5 separate regions of the Sus scrofa genome follow, and all the other regions are linked to region 2. The links are chromatin contacts, called in public HiChIP or PLAC-seq maps. All regions are on one chromosome and are shown on one strand. The core of a region is the stretch at or near the end of the contact, and the rest is flanking DNA. Distances in the headings are between cores, read along the strand shown. Region 1 has its middle 100 kb from the start of ZNF217. Region 2 has its middle 130 kb from the start of BCAS1. Region 3 overlaps LOC106506721 (a long non-coding RNA gene). Region 4 overlaps LOC100513893 (a long non-coding RNA gene). Region 5 has its middle 64 kb from the start of ZNF217.

Region 1 (2,700 bases), core at 167-2,666, 160 kb before region 2:
GGTCCAGAGGAAGCTTCATTCAAGCAACGTTTCTGTCCCTGCCCTTTTTCCTCCTCCTGACACCTATCCTTTTTTCTCCAGCTGTTTAAAAAAAATTGTGGTTAAACATCCATAAATAGAGCTTACCGTGTGAGCCACTGCAAGTGTACAGTTCGGTGACAGTAAGTGCATTCACGCTGCTGTACAGCCACAATCATCAGCCATCTCCAAAGCTTTTCAGCACCCCAAACGGAAACGCTGTACCCATTCACCAGCACCTTCTCGTTCTCCACCCCCCCACCCCTGCCATCCTCAGCTCCTGCAACTGCCATTCTACTTTCTGTCTCTATGAATTCGACTGCTTTTGGTCTCTCCTGTAAGTGGCATCACACATTATTTGTCCTTTTGTATCTGGCTTATTTCTCCCGTCTTCGAAGTTCATCCATGCTGTTGCATGTGTCTGAATTTCAGTCATTAACAAAAAGAGCATTTATTATTTATTTATTTATGGCCATGCCCAGAGCATGTGAAAGCTTCCGGAGCCAGGGATGGAACCCAAGCCACAGCCGTGACAGCACCAGAGCCTTAACCCCCGGTGTCGCCAGGGGCACTCCCGAATGTCATTCCTCTTTAAGGCTAGTAGCCCACCTTTTACTCATCTGTCCAACCGTGGCTGGGCGTGGGTTGCTTCTACCTTTCGGCTCTTACGAAGAGCACTGCCCTAAGCACTGGTGTAGAAGCATCCACTGCCCCTTTCAAGTGTGTCTCCCAGTCCTGGGCTCCATTTTCACCCTGAACACTGATGGCACATGTTCTAGAACAGCTCCAAACCTCCTTCCTCCAACAGTCCTTCCCCATACCCTCCATCTAAGAGAGGCCCCAGCTCTTTCCCTATAGCCATCCACTCAGCTGTATTTTTCTCGTGAATTATCATCACCTTATACCTTAGATGGAGATCTGTTTATTACCTGCCTCCAGGCAGTACATACGAATTCCAGGACTGTAGGGATTGGCCTTGGCTCTATGCCAGCTCTTAAGAGCATGCCCGGCATATAGTCGGTGCTCAACGTGCTGAGTGTTCAAATGACCCCTGGCAGCCTTCCCTCTGCCTGTCTACCACCTACTCCACTTGGACCACCGCCAGGGGCACGACCTAGTTTAAGCAGCACGTCTGTAGGGCAGGTAGGAAAAGCCGCCAACTTTGCCCCAGATCGACTGGATAAAAACCCCTGTGCCATCACATCTGCAGCCAGAAGTGTGAGCCAAGCTCTTGAGTCCTTGGGCATCTCAAATGTCCAGGTGGAGAATCACTGACTCTCTCCTGCCCCTCCCAGGATTTGGTCTGACACATGACCTTGATCCCCAAGGTCCAGAGCCAGCTCTGACTCACCTTTAAGGCGAGTGAGGCTTCGGCAAGGACAGCACAGGACACGCCTCAGTCTTATTTCAAAACAAAGTGACCTCATCCCTTGCTCTAGATCATGGAGTCTGGAGGCTCAGCTGCTGCCTGCTTCATGCCCCACGTGCTCATCTGGAGAACTTTTTCTTCCCTCTTTCTCTCTTTCTTTCCTGTTCCTGAGGTTTCACAAAGACCTTCCGGTTCCTTATGTCCAGATGGGCAGCGGCCAGCCGAGGGACAACCCTGCTGGCACTGAGCTAAGCAGAGAGCCCCAGGGAGCAGGCTGGAACTGGGAAGTGACCCCAGGGCACGTCACTCAGCCACTCATTCTGACTGAGGTCAAAGGGGACAAAACGAATGCCCAGTGCCAACTCCAAGTGTATTATTTGTCAGCATTCCTACTAGTTTATGCAGATTAGAAACAAACCATCTACCCATTCCCCAACTTGCTATCGTATCTTGGACTAGTCCCTGAACGCTTCTGGGCTTTGGGGTCCTCATTTCTAGAATAAAGCAGCTGGATTAACAACCACTTCTCCCCCAGAAGGCGTGGGTCTCCAGGTCAAGCCAGGTGGCTGGGTTCCCACCTTTGCTCTGACAGTCTCAGCATGGAGGCTGCAAGAAGTCCCAGATCCTCTCAGAAACACTGGAAGCCAAGACCTCCAGCATCTCAGAGATGGGAGAATGAGAGGGGCAGCTTACCTGGTTCTCAGCAGGGGATTTTGTCCCCAGGGACCCTTGGTGACATCTGGAGACATTTTGGTTGTTCCAACACTTCTGGCATCCAGTGGGTAGAGGCCAGGGATGCTGCTGAGCATCCTCCAGTGCACAGGACGGTCCCCCTCCACAGAGAATGGTCCAGCCCCCAGTGCCAACAGGGCTGAGGATGAGAAACTGCCTGGCCATGGGCCTGGATGGCCGCAAACGTTCCTTAGAGGAACTAAAGCCCAGGCCAGGACTCCTGCACTGTCTCTCCCCTAAACCAAGATGCTCACCTCTCCCTGCCTTCCTGAGGCCCCTGCTTGTTAACCCACTCAAGCCTATCAGGTTCAGCTGTGATTTGCTCATGTCATTTGCCCATTCCCCAGCCATTTACCCACTGTGCTGTAGGCACGGGGGAAAGAGTAAGCGTCACAGGGGGCACTGCCCTGGGGCCTCATTAACCCTCCACCCCAATGCAAGTCAAAAGAACAAGGAGGTGGAGTCCCCCCACGGCCCAGGGGTGTGGGGGAGCCAGGGCTCCCCAGCAGGACCACTGTGCTCTTCCCTGCGGGCTGTGCAGGTGCCTCCCAGGGCTCACACGGGAATGATGGGGAATTTGG
Region 2 (2,700 bases), core at 60-2,559:
ACTTACAAGGTGACAGAGAGGAAGTCACAGGTGAAGTGGGGCCACACCTCTCCCAGGATTCCAGGGTTCAGGTGATACAAAGCTCCCGCCACCAAGCATCTGTGCTCAGGAGCCCAGCGCTAGCCTCCTGGAGGGAGCTAGTGGCAAAGAAGTAATGAACTAGTTCTCACTGGTGTTCACTGAATTCATACCGTGTGCCTTCCCTAAGCCCTTTACCTGCATCGTTCTCCTTATTCCCATGGAAGAAGTGACTGCTACAGAAAAGGAACCCGAGGATGCCGGCGACCTGTCCCTGGAGCCCAGAAAACCAGGCGTGTGTCTGTTTTCTTCCCAAAAGGTGCAAAGGAGCAGTGCTGGGAGGTTGCCACTGAGAAGCCCCTTCGGCAAAATTTCTGGAAATCTTAAAAAGAGCAGTGAACTCCCCCCCCCCACACGCACTGCCCCGCGCCTTTAGAAAGGAGCTTTTTCACCTCACGCATGTGTTCAAGGCACCAAAACACAACAAACAAAATAACCCAAACCCAAACTTGGCTCAGCACCTCGGCCCTTAGATACAGAAAAACAAATCACCAACTAGGCTCAGTAATGAATTAGTAACATGGAGCAGGCATCGCATCAGCCGGACCTCAGCCCCCTTCCGTAGGGGGAAGGGAAGATCCTGCGGAAAATGTGCCAGAGAAGGAGGAGGAGAGAGAAGGAGGGGGGGAGGAGGAGAGAGAAGGAGGGGGGAGGAGGGAGAGAGAAGGAGGGGGGAGGAGGGAGAGAGAAGGAGGGGAGAGGAGGGAGAGAGAAGGAGGGGGGAGGAGGGAGAGAGAAGGAGGGGGGAGGAGGGAGAGAGAAGGAGGGGGGAGGAGGGAGAGAGAAGGAGGGGGAAGGAGGGAGAGAATGAAACGGAGAGATTGGGCAGGAGGGAGTGGGGGGGAGAGGGAAACGGGGGGGGGGCGGGTAATTGAGAAAAAGAAAGAGATTGAAGGAGATGCTAGATGGTAGACAGATGGACAGAAAGATGTTGAACGTCGACCGCTGGTGTAGAGAGAGGCAGCCACGCAAGTTGTATCCGAGCCGCCTCTGCTTCCAGCCCCGCCATGTGTCCCCTGGCAGGGGTGTGAGATGCGCGGCTGTTTCAAGACCTCCACCAAGAGAGAGGCTGGCGTGGGGCGAGGGCTCCTGGGGGCGGCCCTCTAGCCCCCCCTCCCCGCCCCAGACCCGGCTCTTGGAGCGGCTCGGGTTGCATGGAACGCGGTATAGCCCTCCTTCCTTAGTTCTGCAAAATGGTGTCTGCGGTGTTTACACTGGCGGCTGCCTGGGTGCCGAGCCCGCGGGGGGAGCAAGTGTGCAGTTCCCTAAGGAGCCGCCTGCTGGCCTGAACGGCTCTAATCTCCACGTTTTGATGACATGTCCTTAAAGTGACCTATATTATCTGGCACCTTGGATTGCTGCTCACCAAAAAAGTAACACTGGAAGAAAAAAAAAATCCCTAATGATTGTGTAAATATTCTTTGCCAAGAATATTAAACTCAGGTGCCCTCTGCTGGGCGAGCTAAGTAGGGGCCAAAGCCAGGAGCAAAGGCAGCTGCTGGTCGGGCAGCGGGTGCCAGGAGGTCCCTGGAATAGAGGCGGAGCCTGGGGCCGTGGTGGGCGGGGCCTGCCGCCCCTTCCTGTGCGCCCCGCTGGCATCACTCAGGGCAAATGGGGCCAAACCGAGCTCTTTCAGACAAGGGGAACTAAAAAACAAAACTGAAACTGCTTACAAGTTAATCATTCACTTTGGGAGAACTGACAATTTCTTCACTGGGATTTTTTTTTTTTTTCTCTTCTAGTAATAAGTTTTTTTCTCTCCTGTTGAATTTGACCGGTGGGAGAGAATGAGGAAAAAAGGCAGGGGGCTTGCTGACACTGCCCTTTCTCATCAAAGCAAAGGGTTTAGGATTTCAGGGAAATCCTGGCAAAGACTAGCTGGGGGCCAGGAGAGAGGGGGGTGCTGCGAGGACATGGTGGCCAGGTTCATTTCCAGTCTTAAATTATTGTTGTTTTTACGTCCGCACCTGGTATATGGAAGTTCCCCCACTAGTGGTCGAATCAGAACTGCAGCTACCGGTCTGCACCACAGACACAGCCAAGCCAGATCCAAGCTGCATTTGCGACCCCCTGGGGCAACATGGAATCCTTAACCCACTGATGAGGCCAGGGTTTCAACCCTCATCCTCACAGACACTATGTCAGGTTCTTAACCCACTGAGCCACAACGGCAACTCCCCAGTCTTTAAATGATCATTTCTCAACCAGGACACCTTGAGAGTAAAAGAAGCTGCTGTTAATGATTATACCAGGTCAGTAGGTGTAATCCTAGCATGTCCCAGGCAAGTCTGACTTAGCACAGACCTGTTCAAAAAGAACTTTCTCCAGTGACTAATATGTTCTAGATCTGTGCTGTCCAAGCTGGTAACACCAGCCCCAGGTAGCTATTGAGCATTTGAGAGGTGGCCAGTGCAACTCAGAAGATGAATTTGTAGCTTCATTTAATTTGGATTAATTTAAATTTAAATAGTTGCATATGTCTAGTGGCTAGTATATTAGACAGCAGAACTCCGGTCATATTATTCATAGCAGAAGACCAGAACCCTGGGTGACAGCAGCTAAGGCCCCAGGCAGAAGACTTGCTGATGGAGGCCCTCAGTAAGAACTTGTTGAACAAATAAA
Region 3 (2,700 bases), core at 1-2,500, 240 kb before region 2:
GATTCTAATGTGTTTTGGATTCTTCCGCACTAAGCATTTTTTTTTTGGCTTGTGAACAGGGCCTGAACTGGGGTTGCCTTATTATAAGACTGTATTTTGAGAACATGTGGTGAAAGTTGGGATTTTCCTCTCCCTCCTTTCTTTTCCTTACTGCTTTAAAAACAAGATAAGCCTGTATGCAAATAGAGTCCCCAGTAACCACAGTAACATTCTCCACCTTATTTATTGAATTGCAGAGTCTTCCTTCACCGATTAAGCTCTATTTGCATACCTTTAACATGAGAAACATTTATTCCAGTAATGAGTCATTTGAGACCTCGTCTGGGTTTATATTCTGAAGCTGGATGTAACAGTGCTAATGCCGGAGGAATGGGTATCTTCTGCCTTCAAACTTCAGGATTTTCTCTGTGCAGAGAGAGACAGAAGAGAGAGAGGCTGCTGGTTTTGGTTTGTTTGTTTAATTCTAAAACGGAACTGGGCCTAAATGAATTAAGGATAATATTTGAAAACATACCTCGTTATTTACTTCGTACCCTAAAGAAATATACACTGTATGACATTTTAATGGTGTCAAGAGAGAAAGAACTTGCTCTTCTCTTCTGGTCTGAATAGAGCTCATCGTATAAAGGGTAATAGCTTTGTCTTCTGAATATTTTCTCCAGCTCGATTGGGATGTAATTGACACATAACACTGTCAGCTTTACTGCACAAGTTCATTTGATACATTCTATTTTACATTTTTAAATGGAAAAAAAAAAAAAAAAAAAGGAAAGAAAGAGAGAAAGAAAAGGCAACCTCAATTCTTTTCTCAGAAAGAACAGGAAGCCTGAAGGAGGAAGTATGTGACAGTTTGTTTTTCAACAAGTTCACGTTATCAAGTGAATGAAATTCCTCTGGAAGCTATAAAAACGAAGATGGAAGGATGGCTGTGTTCAGATAGCACAAAAGACTCCTCAATATTTAGAACCTTTTTTTTTTTCCCAAAGCTAAGTTATTCATGAAAGCCAATTATTGCACTTTTCCAAAAGGAAACACTGAGTCATTCATGAAATGATCTAAGATTTCGAAACACGCTTACACCATTTTTTTTTTTCTCCTCCTTTCCTACCTGTGCCAAAAACAGGCTCAGAAAAGCCAACCAGTAACCGTGGCCTAAATCCAGGAAGCCGGCACCAAATTTGTCCATACTGCGGCAATTTCACAAAGGCTCCCGCTGCCCCAGGGGATCACAGTCCCACCCAAGCACCCTGGTCCAGAGAGGAGGGGCCTCTGTGGCCCCTGCTCTGGAGGGCCTGTGATGAACTAGACACGGTAGTTACTTGGCCATACCCTGGCCTGCCTCCAAGTTTCATATGGAACAGCAGAGGGGCGTGGGCCCACAGATAGGCAGGTCCATGTTCCTAAGAGGCGTTACATATTTATGGCCAGAGCCCTACAGAATTTGGGCAGAGATGGAGTCCAGATGAAAATGTGTTTGGCGAGGAAACACGGACCTCTCGATCCATTTATCAAGAGGGCTTAAGCTTAGGCCATTAAACCCTGTCCAAAAACAGTCAGCCCATGTTCGAGGAGTCGGGAATAAACAGTGAGGGAGGTGGTTTTAACCTCGGGACAGCTGAGGAAGAGTATTTCTAGGGACGAATTTTTAAAAACATGACTTGAGATACATCTGCAAAGAATTGAACCAACCCAAGTTTCTGAACAGGCTCCGTGGAAGCAGCTTATTTCATCTTTGCAAACACCAGTAAGTCCATGTAGATAAATAATGTAGACAAGGAAATCATGTTTTCATCCAAACAATACAGAAGAGCTTGGAATGGTGCCTCTTTAACAGAATGTCTGCATTGTGCCACTAAAAGGATTTCACAGATAGATTATCTTCATATGACTCTGCAAGGTAGAAAGGGGAAGTGTGTTGTCCCATTTCAAAGATTAGGAAACGCTGGCTCAGAGAGACCTTGACCTTTCCAAGGTCACAACGTTAGTCCATTACAGAGCTCAAAGTTAAATCCAGGACTTCTGGCTGAGAGTGCTGGCCTGTCCCTGGGATGCCTGGTGCCTTGTAACCTGAGTCTTGATGTCCCCTTCTGTACATCCAGACTCTGTAAGCTCCTATGCCTGTTGCTTTTACGGCAAGCCCGGGCTTTCCAAGCCCTGGAACTCCCAAGGAATACACGAGTCTTGTTTCTACCCCTTCCCTTGAAGATCCTGGTCCTTTTTCACCACAGAGGATGTACCTGTTTGAGGAGGAAGCAGTTTCGATTCTGCCATTCAAGTAGAATGACTTCCTCTGTTTTCTCCTTGAATGTATTTTTGTCTTAGTTTATCCCGACACCTAAAAAAAAAAAAAAAATCCCAGATTCTGCACTGCGTGAAGGATTTTTCTTAAACAAAACAAAACAAACCCCTTTCTTGTCTACTAAAATGTTACGAATAATCATCAGTACTTTTTATTTTTCTCTGTGTATGTGTATTTATTTTTCACATTTGTTTACAATGATTTTTTTTTTTTGGTTACCGAGGGAAAAATTATTTTTAAAAACTATCTTAGCGTTTTTTTTTGTGTCACTCATATGGTGTAATTCACACAATGGATTTTCTTGCTAACACCAGTAGAAAACAAACCAGCAACGTGTTCTTTAGATAGCCCTTATTTAGAATATGCCCAGGGAGCACTGGTTAAAAATTGATGATGCGGGG
Region 4 (2,700 bases), core at 155-2,654, 140 kb before region 2:
GGAAAAAAATTTTTGGCTGTGTCCAGGGCACGTGGCAGTTCCACAGGCCAGGGGTCCCCAAGCCACTGCAGTGACAACGCCAGATCCTTAACTCACTGCACGACAGGGAACTCCACAGTCTTTATTTTAAATGTGCCAGTGTGGAGTTCCCGTTATGGCTCAGTGGTAACGAACCCGACTAGCATTCATGAGGATGCAGGCTCGAGCCCTGGCCTGGCTCTAGTGGATTAAGGATCCGGCATTGCCGTGAGCTGTGGCTCAGATCCAGAGTTGCTGTGGCTGTGGTGAAGGCTGGCAGCTGTAGCTCCAATTTGACCCTTAGCCTGGGACCTTCCTTGTGTCGCCAGTTTGGCCCTAAAAAGACTATATATATATATATATATATATATCAGTGTAATCATATTTATAGACACTACTGTACAAATTATTTTGTCTTTTTAGGGCCGCATCCGCAGTATATGGAAGTTCCCAGGCTAGGGTCGAATCAAAGCTGTAGCTGCCGGCCTACATCACAGCAACGTGGTATCCAAGCCGCGTCTTCGACCTACACCACAGCTCACGGCAACACCAGACCCTTAGCCCACTGAGCGAGACCAGGGCTCGAGCCGGCATCCTCATGGATATTAGTCTGATTCGCTTTCGCTGAGCCACGCCAGGAACTCCCAACTTTTTTTTTTACTTAAAATATGTATCATCAATTTTCTATGTCTGCACACATTAAGAAAAATAGCTATAAGTTTTTGAGCACAATGAGGTAATTTCGTCCTCCTGGGGTGGGGGGAGGCAGAGAATTCAAATCAAAGGGCTTGTGGAGAAGGGGGACTCCCCCTCCCCAGAGAAGATGACTGCTGGGGTTCAGTGCATCCGGAACAGGCCCCGCATGGATCAGCATATGTGTATATCAAACACTCACACTTTTCTGTTTTTACCAAGCATGCTTCACTTTCCATTTTTCACTTAGATCTCTTAGAGAGCAGGTCATGTTAGAAAAAAAACCTGACATTTTAAATGGTGACAGAGTATCTCTTTGAAGGATGTTCCTTAGGCATTTCACTTGTCCTTTTTGCTAGGCTTTGGGTAGATGGGATACTCTAGTCTGGGGTACACCCTGTGATTCTTTGCTCAAACCCCTCACCTCTTCCTAAAAGCAGTTCCTTTACTCCACACCTATCCCTACATTGCTTTCATCTGGAGAACTGATTCAACTAGCTTAAAAAAAAAATAAGACTTAAAACAGTACTATTAACCCATTAAAGAGCTATTCTGAACAAGTTTTTAATCATTCCTCCTGCTTGAGAGTGAAAGGCTCATGGAAAAGAGAAAAATCCTGTCCCCCCACCAACCCGGGAGTCAGTCACGCCAAGCTCTTTGCACAGCATCCTACGTCTGCTGTTAGAAATGCATGCTTCATACTGACTAATTCCCTCCTGTTTGCTCCTTTTATCTTGGGCTCAGAGAAAGATTGCAGCTCACTCTTACAACTTAGGGGCAGCTTCCTTCTCTCCTTCGCAAAAGGGCTGTGCCAGCATTGGGGATTTAGAACAAAGTGTGTCCTTGGGAAGACGTGGGTGAGATTTTACGTTCAGTAAGTGGGTGGCGTGGGACCCCCTCCTCCCGCGGGGGAGGGGAGGAGTCTGATTTCATTATCCAGTTGGAAACCTGGTGAAATCATGGATATGACTGAATCTTTTTGCTCAGCTCGTGAGGTCTTTTTGTTCTTTGTCTTTGCAGTGTGTACTGCAAATTTCTGTGACGCCTGGGAAAAAGGAAATGTGCGTTACAGAGCTGGGCAGAGCCACATGTCCTGTGACAAGCCGGCGACTTGAAAAATTTAATTCAGGAAGAGACGCAAAGAGGCCAAATCGAAAGAGGAACTGGGCCTATCGATGTTCAGAGCAGGAAAACCGAAGAAGTTACCAACCATCCCCAAGTTAAAAATCATGTGGGGCTGGAAAATATGTCGCCTGCTGCATTTGTCATTGAAATTCACAATCTTGTTTGCTGTTTATCTTGAGGCTTGGGGAGCTCGCCTGCTGGTTAGGAAAAAGGAGGCCAGGTCTAGGAAGAAATAAGAAAGGGAGGATTAGAGCCCAGAGTGAATGGGAGGTGTAAATAATACGCGGGCACCTGACAATCTGGGCAAAGAAATGAGAGACAAAGCCAATACCCCACGCCAGAAATCCTAAAAACTTAAGTGGGAAGCCCACACGTAAGAAAAATGTCTCCAAGAAAAAAGGAAAATAAAATCCCAGAGGATCTGTTTCCTCTGTGGTGCTGGTTCATGGAATATGTAAAGGTTGGTTTTGCCTCGGTGCGCACGTAAGCAGCACTGGATTCAAAGGAACGGGCTTCAGGATATGCTTTCAAGGGCTCACTCCAGGCCAGCTTGAGCCTCTGGGCAGAATGCTTGAGCTTTCCTCCAAAAAGGAGTTGAGACTGGGGCAGGAGGAGCACTTGGGGGGTGGGGGTGGGGGGGCAGGAAATGTTGGGGGGGGCAGAGTTATGGCTCTTCCCCAGGAGACCCATCTATCTGGGTCACCTGTCTACCTCTGCACTTCTCTCTCTCTCTCTTTTTTTTTTTTTCTTCCTGGACCTACCTTAAATGGAATTGCTTAGGAAAGAGAGAAAAGGCATTTTTAGCCAAAAGCTAAGTTCGGACCAAGCTAAACTCGCTGGACAAGGGAAACCTTTTCCGGAGGC
Region 5 (2,700 bases), core at 151-2,650, 200 kb before region 2:
GATCCCTGGCCTTGCTCAGTAGGTTAAGGATCCAGTGTTGCCTTGAGCCGTGGTGTAGGTCAAAGATGCGGCTCGCATCTGGCATTGCTGTGTCTGTGGTGTACACCGCAGGCATGTGTAGATCCGATTAGACCCCTAGCCTGGGAACCTCCACATGCCAAGGGTGCAGCCCTAAAAGGCAAAGAAAAAAAAATTTTACACACTTGAACCCATCCTGTTTCCTGAGAATAGAATAATTCCGTGATAAAAGAAAGCGAGCTCCGCCACAGTTTCTACAACATATTTAACAAATATTGCATTGACCCAACAGGTGAGGAAAAGGAATACTTCCAGGTGTAAATAGAACACCTGATTAGGCTAATTTTGGCAATTCATTTTTTTTCCCTAGACAAAAGTAGAGTTTTCAAGCCAAATGATAATAGTACCAAAAAATTGAAAACGTCTGTTCTCTACCTGGAATTATATCTGTTTTAATTTTAAAAATTATTTTTTTTCTTACATTTTTTGGCAGCACCCGCAACATACAGAAGTTCCAGGGCCAGGGATCGAACCCACCATGGCGGAGACAACACTGAATCCTGAACTGCTGGGCCACCAGGAAACTCCGTGTTTTTATTCTTAATGTTTGTATGTGTGTTCCCTCTTGTTTTTCTTACTCATACCTGTGAACAATGATCTGTCTTAATTTTATGGGACTCTGCAAATTGTTGGTTTTTTTTTTTTTTTTTTTGGTCACAATTGTCTGCTTTTGAGTTCACGGAGTCCTTCCTTCTATTTCGATTTACAGATATATCCATACCTCTGTGGTCTGGGAGGGACACAGTTCATTGAGAAGAGCCCTTGCTGAGGGGGGATGGAGACCAGGAAGCTAGAACTGGAAGAGGCACCTCACACATGATTTCACCCCTAAGAAAAATGTGTTTTTTTTTTTTTTTTTTAATTTTGTTTTGCTTCGAGTTTTTCCACTTTTCAACCAGACTGTATTCAGATTTTACTCGAAAAATTAAAAATACAAAAAAAACACCCCAAGTTTCCCCAACTTATCTACTGCCTGCTGGGCTCACCTGCCAGGTCCAAAGAGCAAGAAGCAGGGAGAGGGGTGAGCTGGGCAGGGGAAAGGGGGGCAGATGCGGGGCAGGAAGAAAGGGGTGGGGCGGTGTGTGTGTGTGTGGGGGGGGGGGACTCGGGCTGCTTTCTTAGGTCGCCTGGTTCTCATTTTTTGTCTCTCCCTCCCCATGGATTTCCCCAAAGTGTGGAAAACCAGCACATCTTTTAAAGTTGGTGAGAGAGAGAGGGAGGGAGGGAAGGAGGTGCAAAGAAAGAGGGAGGAGTGGGGGGGGGGGAGAGAAAAAGAAAGGGAGAGGTCACGTGATTTTCTGGAACGCAGACTCACTTCTTTATTTTGATTCTCGCGTAAACGTCCTGCCTCCAACACACTTTGCCTGGATCAGAAAGGGTAAAGGCACGTCCCCCCGGAAAGGGTCACTTCTTCAGTTCACGGCGAACCAATTCTTTGATCCTCCCTCATTTTGTTCCTAAGATTTACTTCTCTTTCAAATCAAATAATTTGTCTCTTTCTCCTTCTGAGAAAAGCTTTCTAGATGCGATTTCCCTTTTGAAAGGAGGACTTTGAAGTCCTTCCCCAGCACATCCTTTCTTAAAGGGAGGGGGTGAAAGGGGGCAGCCCCCGGGGCCGAGAGCAGTTTAAAAAGTCGCTTTCCAAAGACCCCCCCCCCCCCCCCCGGTGCAGACTCTCAGACGGAAACTTCCCAGCTGCGGGAAGACATTTCCAAATGCCAGTCTGTGGCTGGCACACCTTTGCTCCCAGGTGAGGCACACAAAACGGCTTTCTTTGGACCCCGAGGGCCCCATGCAGGTGGAGGCAGGCAATGCAGAAAGGAAGCCTATTTTTAGACTTGAGTACAACCACGTCCATGGGAGGGCTACAGGCTTTGAATTAGCAAGGCTTCTATAAGGTATTTAGTCCTCGTTGCCTGGGACGTCAAGGCGGAATAGCGGGAATCCAAGGTAGTATATTTCCTGGGGGGTTCGATTTCAAGCTTCCGGTGTGTGCAGCGTTACCTTAATCCCATCTGGAGCATCACTGTGGATGACGCCAGGCTGCAGCACCTGCCCCACAGTGGCCAAAAATGGTGACAACAATTCAAGCCTCTCAATGAGGAATGAGATGTTTGTACACGAAATGACCTTTAATTGTGTCTTAGAAACTCTTGTCAGATCAACATGTGGTTTCAGTTACTCTGCAGAGGTTATTGCATTTCAAGCTGTTTTTTTTTTTTTCAGCATTTAAATGAAGTATTTTCTCTTTCATATATTTGATGTGGCTCAAAGAAGCTTGCTGCTTTTTTCTCCTTTTTCTCACAGATTTTATTGTTTGATTAGATCTTTTTGTTAAGTCAGATCAAAGATGGCTTTTTCTTTCTTTAGGAGAGGTATTTTCTTAAAACAAATCAGTAGAATGGAATTCACAGTAAAGAAGCATTTTATTCAAAAGATTTTGAAAAGGGAAAAGATTTCAATAGGCATGAAGAGACTTTTTTTTTTTTGGCCACAACTGCAGCACGTGGAAGTTCCCAGGCCAGGGACTGAACCCACGCCACAGCAGCAACCTGAGCTGCTACAGCGACAACGCTAATGCCAGATCCTTAACCCACTGAGCCACCGAGGAGCTTTTTATTG

Evidence for each region. HiChIP or PLAC-seq counts read pairs in DNA pulled down with a chosen protein or histone mark.
Region 1: a contact with region 2 is called in an H3K27ac HiChIP or PLAC-seq map of alveolar macrophages. The contact joins two enhancer-like sites. A contact is called at or near these places in 4 of 47 Hi-C or Micro-C datasets (epiblast stem cells, heart right ventricle, retroperitoneal adipose tissue and 1 more) and 2 of 2 datasets of contacts at active chromatin or transcription factors (alveolar macrophages and skeletal muscle).
Region 3: a contact with region 2 is called in an H3K27ac HiChIP or PLAC-seq map of alveolar macrophages. The contact joins two enhancer-like sites. A contact is called at or near these places in 4 of 5 promoter capture datasets (fetal liver, fetal skeletal muscle, liver and 1 more), 3 of 47 Hi-C or Micro-C datasets (embryonic fibroblasts, liver and skeletal muscle) and 2 of 2 datasets of contacts at active chromatin or transcription factors (alveolar macrophages and skeletal muscle).
Region 4: a contact with region 2 is called in an H3K27ac HiChIP or PLAC-seq map of alveolar macrophages. The contact joins two enhancer-like sites. A contact is called at or near these places in 4 of 47 Hi-C or Micro-C datasets (brain, embryonic fibroblasts, epiblast stem cells and 1 more) and 2 of 2 datasets of contacts at active chromatin or transcription factors (alveolar macrophages and skeletal muscle).
Region 5: an H3K27ac HiChIP or PLAC-seq map of alveolar macrophages shows a contact between it and region 2. The contact joins two enhancer-like sites. A contact is called at or near these places in 4 of 47 Hi-C or Micro-C datasets (liver, mesenteric adipose tissue and skeletal muscle) and 2 of 2 datasets of contacts at active chromatin or transcription factors (alveolar macrophages and skeletal muscle).

The regions. Positions count from the first base shown.
Region 1 is chr17:54,733,570-54,736,269 of Sscrofa11.1, forward strand. It overlaps the pseudogene LOC110257394. Among named protein-coding and RNA genes, the nearest start is that of ZNF217, 100 kb to the left of the region's middle. Within about 2 kb of position 1,417, at least 20 of the 83 cell types and tissues checked have an H3K27ac peak or open chromatin away from gene starts, as enhancers often do. A contact at or near this core is called in alveolar macrophages, retroperitoneal adipose tissue and subcutaneous adipose tissue, where this site is marked.
Region 2 is chr17:54,894,777-54,897,476 of Sscrofa11.1, forward strand. No RefSeq gene overlaps it. Among named protein-coding and RNA genes, the nearest start is that of BCAS1, 130 kb to the right of the region's middle. Within about 2 kb of position 1,310, at least 59 of the 83 cell types and tissues checked have an H3K27ac peak or open chromatin away from gene starts, as enhancers often do. A contact at or near this core is called in alveolar macrophages, brain, epiblast stem cells and 6 more, where this site is marked.
Region 3 is chr17:54,656,866-54,659,565 of Sscrofa11.1, forward strand. It overlaps LOC106506721 (a long non-coding RNA gene), which reads right to left. Exons shown (of 4, transcript XR_001302218.2): 3 at 2,238-2,335; 4 at 1-405. Among named protein-coding and RNA genes, the nearest start is that of ZNF217, 26 kb to the left of the region's middle. Within about 2 kb of position 1,251, at least 38 of the 83 cell types and tissues checked have an H3K27ac peak or open chromatin away from gene starts, as enhancers often do. A contact at or near this core is called in alveolar macrophages, fetal liver and liver, where this site is marked.
Region 4 is chr17:54,752,182-54,754,881 of Sscrofa11.1, forward strand. It overlaps LOC100513893 (a long non-coding RNA gene), which reads right to left. Exons shown (of 2, transcript XR_002339964.1): 2 at 1,600-2,058. Among named protein-coding and RNA genes, the nearest start is that of ZNF217, 120 kb to the left of the region's middle. Within about 2 kb of position 1,405, at least 35 of the 83 cell types and tissues checked have an H3K27ac peak or open chromatin away from gene starts, as enhancers often do. A contact at or near this core is called in alveolar macrophages, brain, epiblast stem cells and 2 more, where this site is marked.
Region 5 is chr17:54,694,096-54,696,795 of Sscrofa11.1, forward strand. No RefSeq gene overlaps it. Among named protein-coding and RNA genes, the nearest start is that of ZNF217, 64 kb to the left of the region's middle. Within about 2 kb of position 1,401, at least 50 of the 83 cell types and tissues checked have an H3K27ac peak or open chromatin away from gene starts, as enhancers often do. A contact at or near this core is called in alveolar macrophages, liver, mesenteric adipose tissue and 1 more, where this site is marked.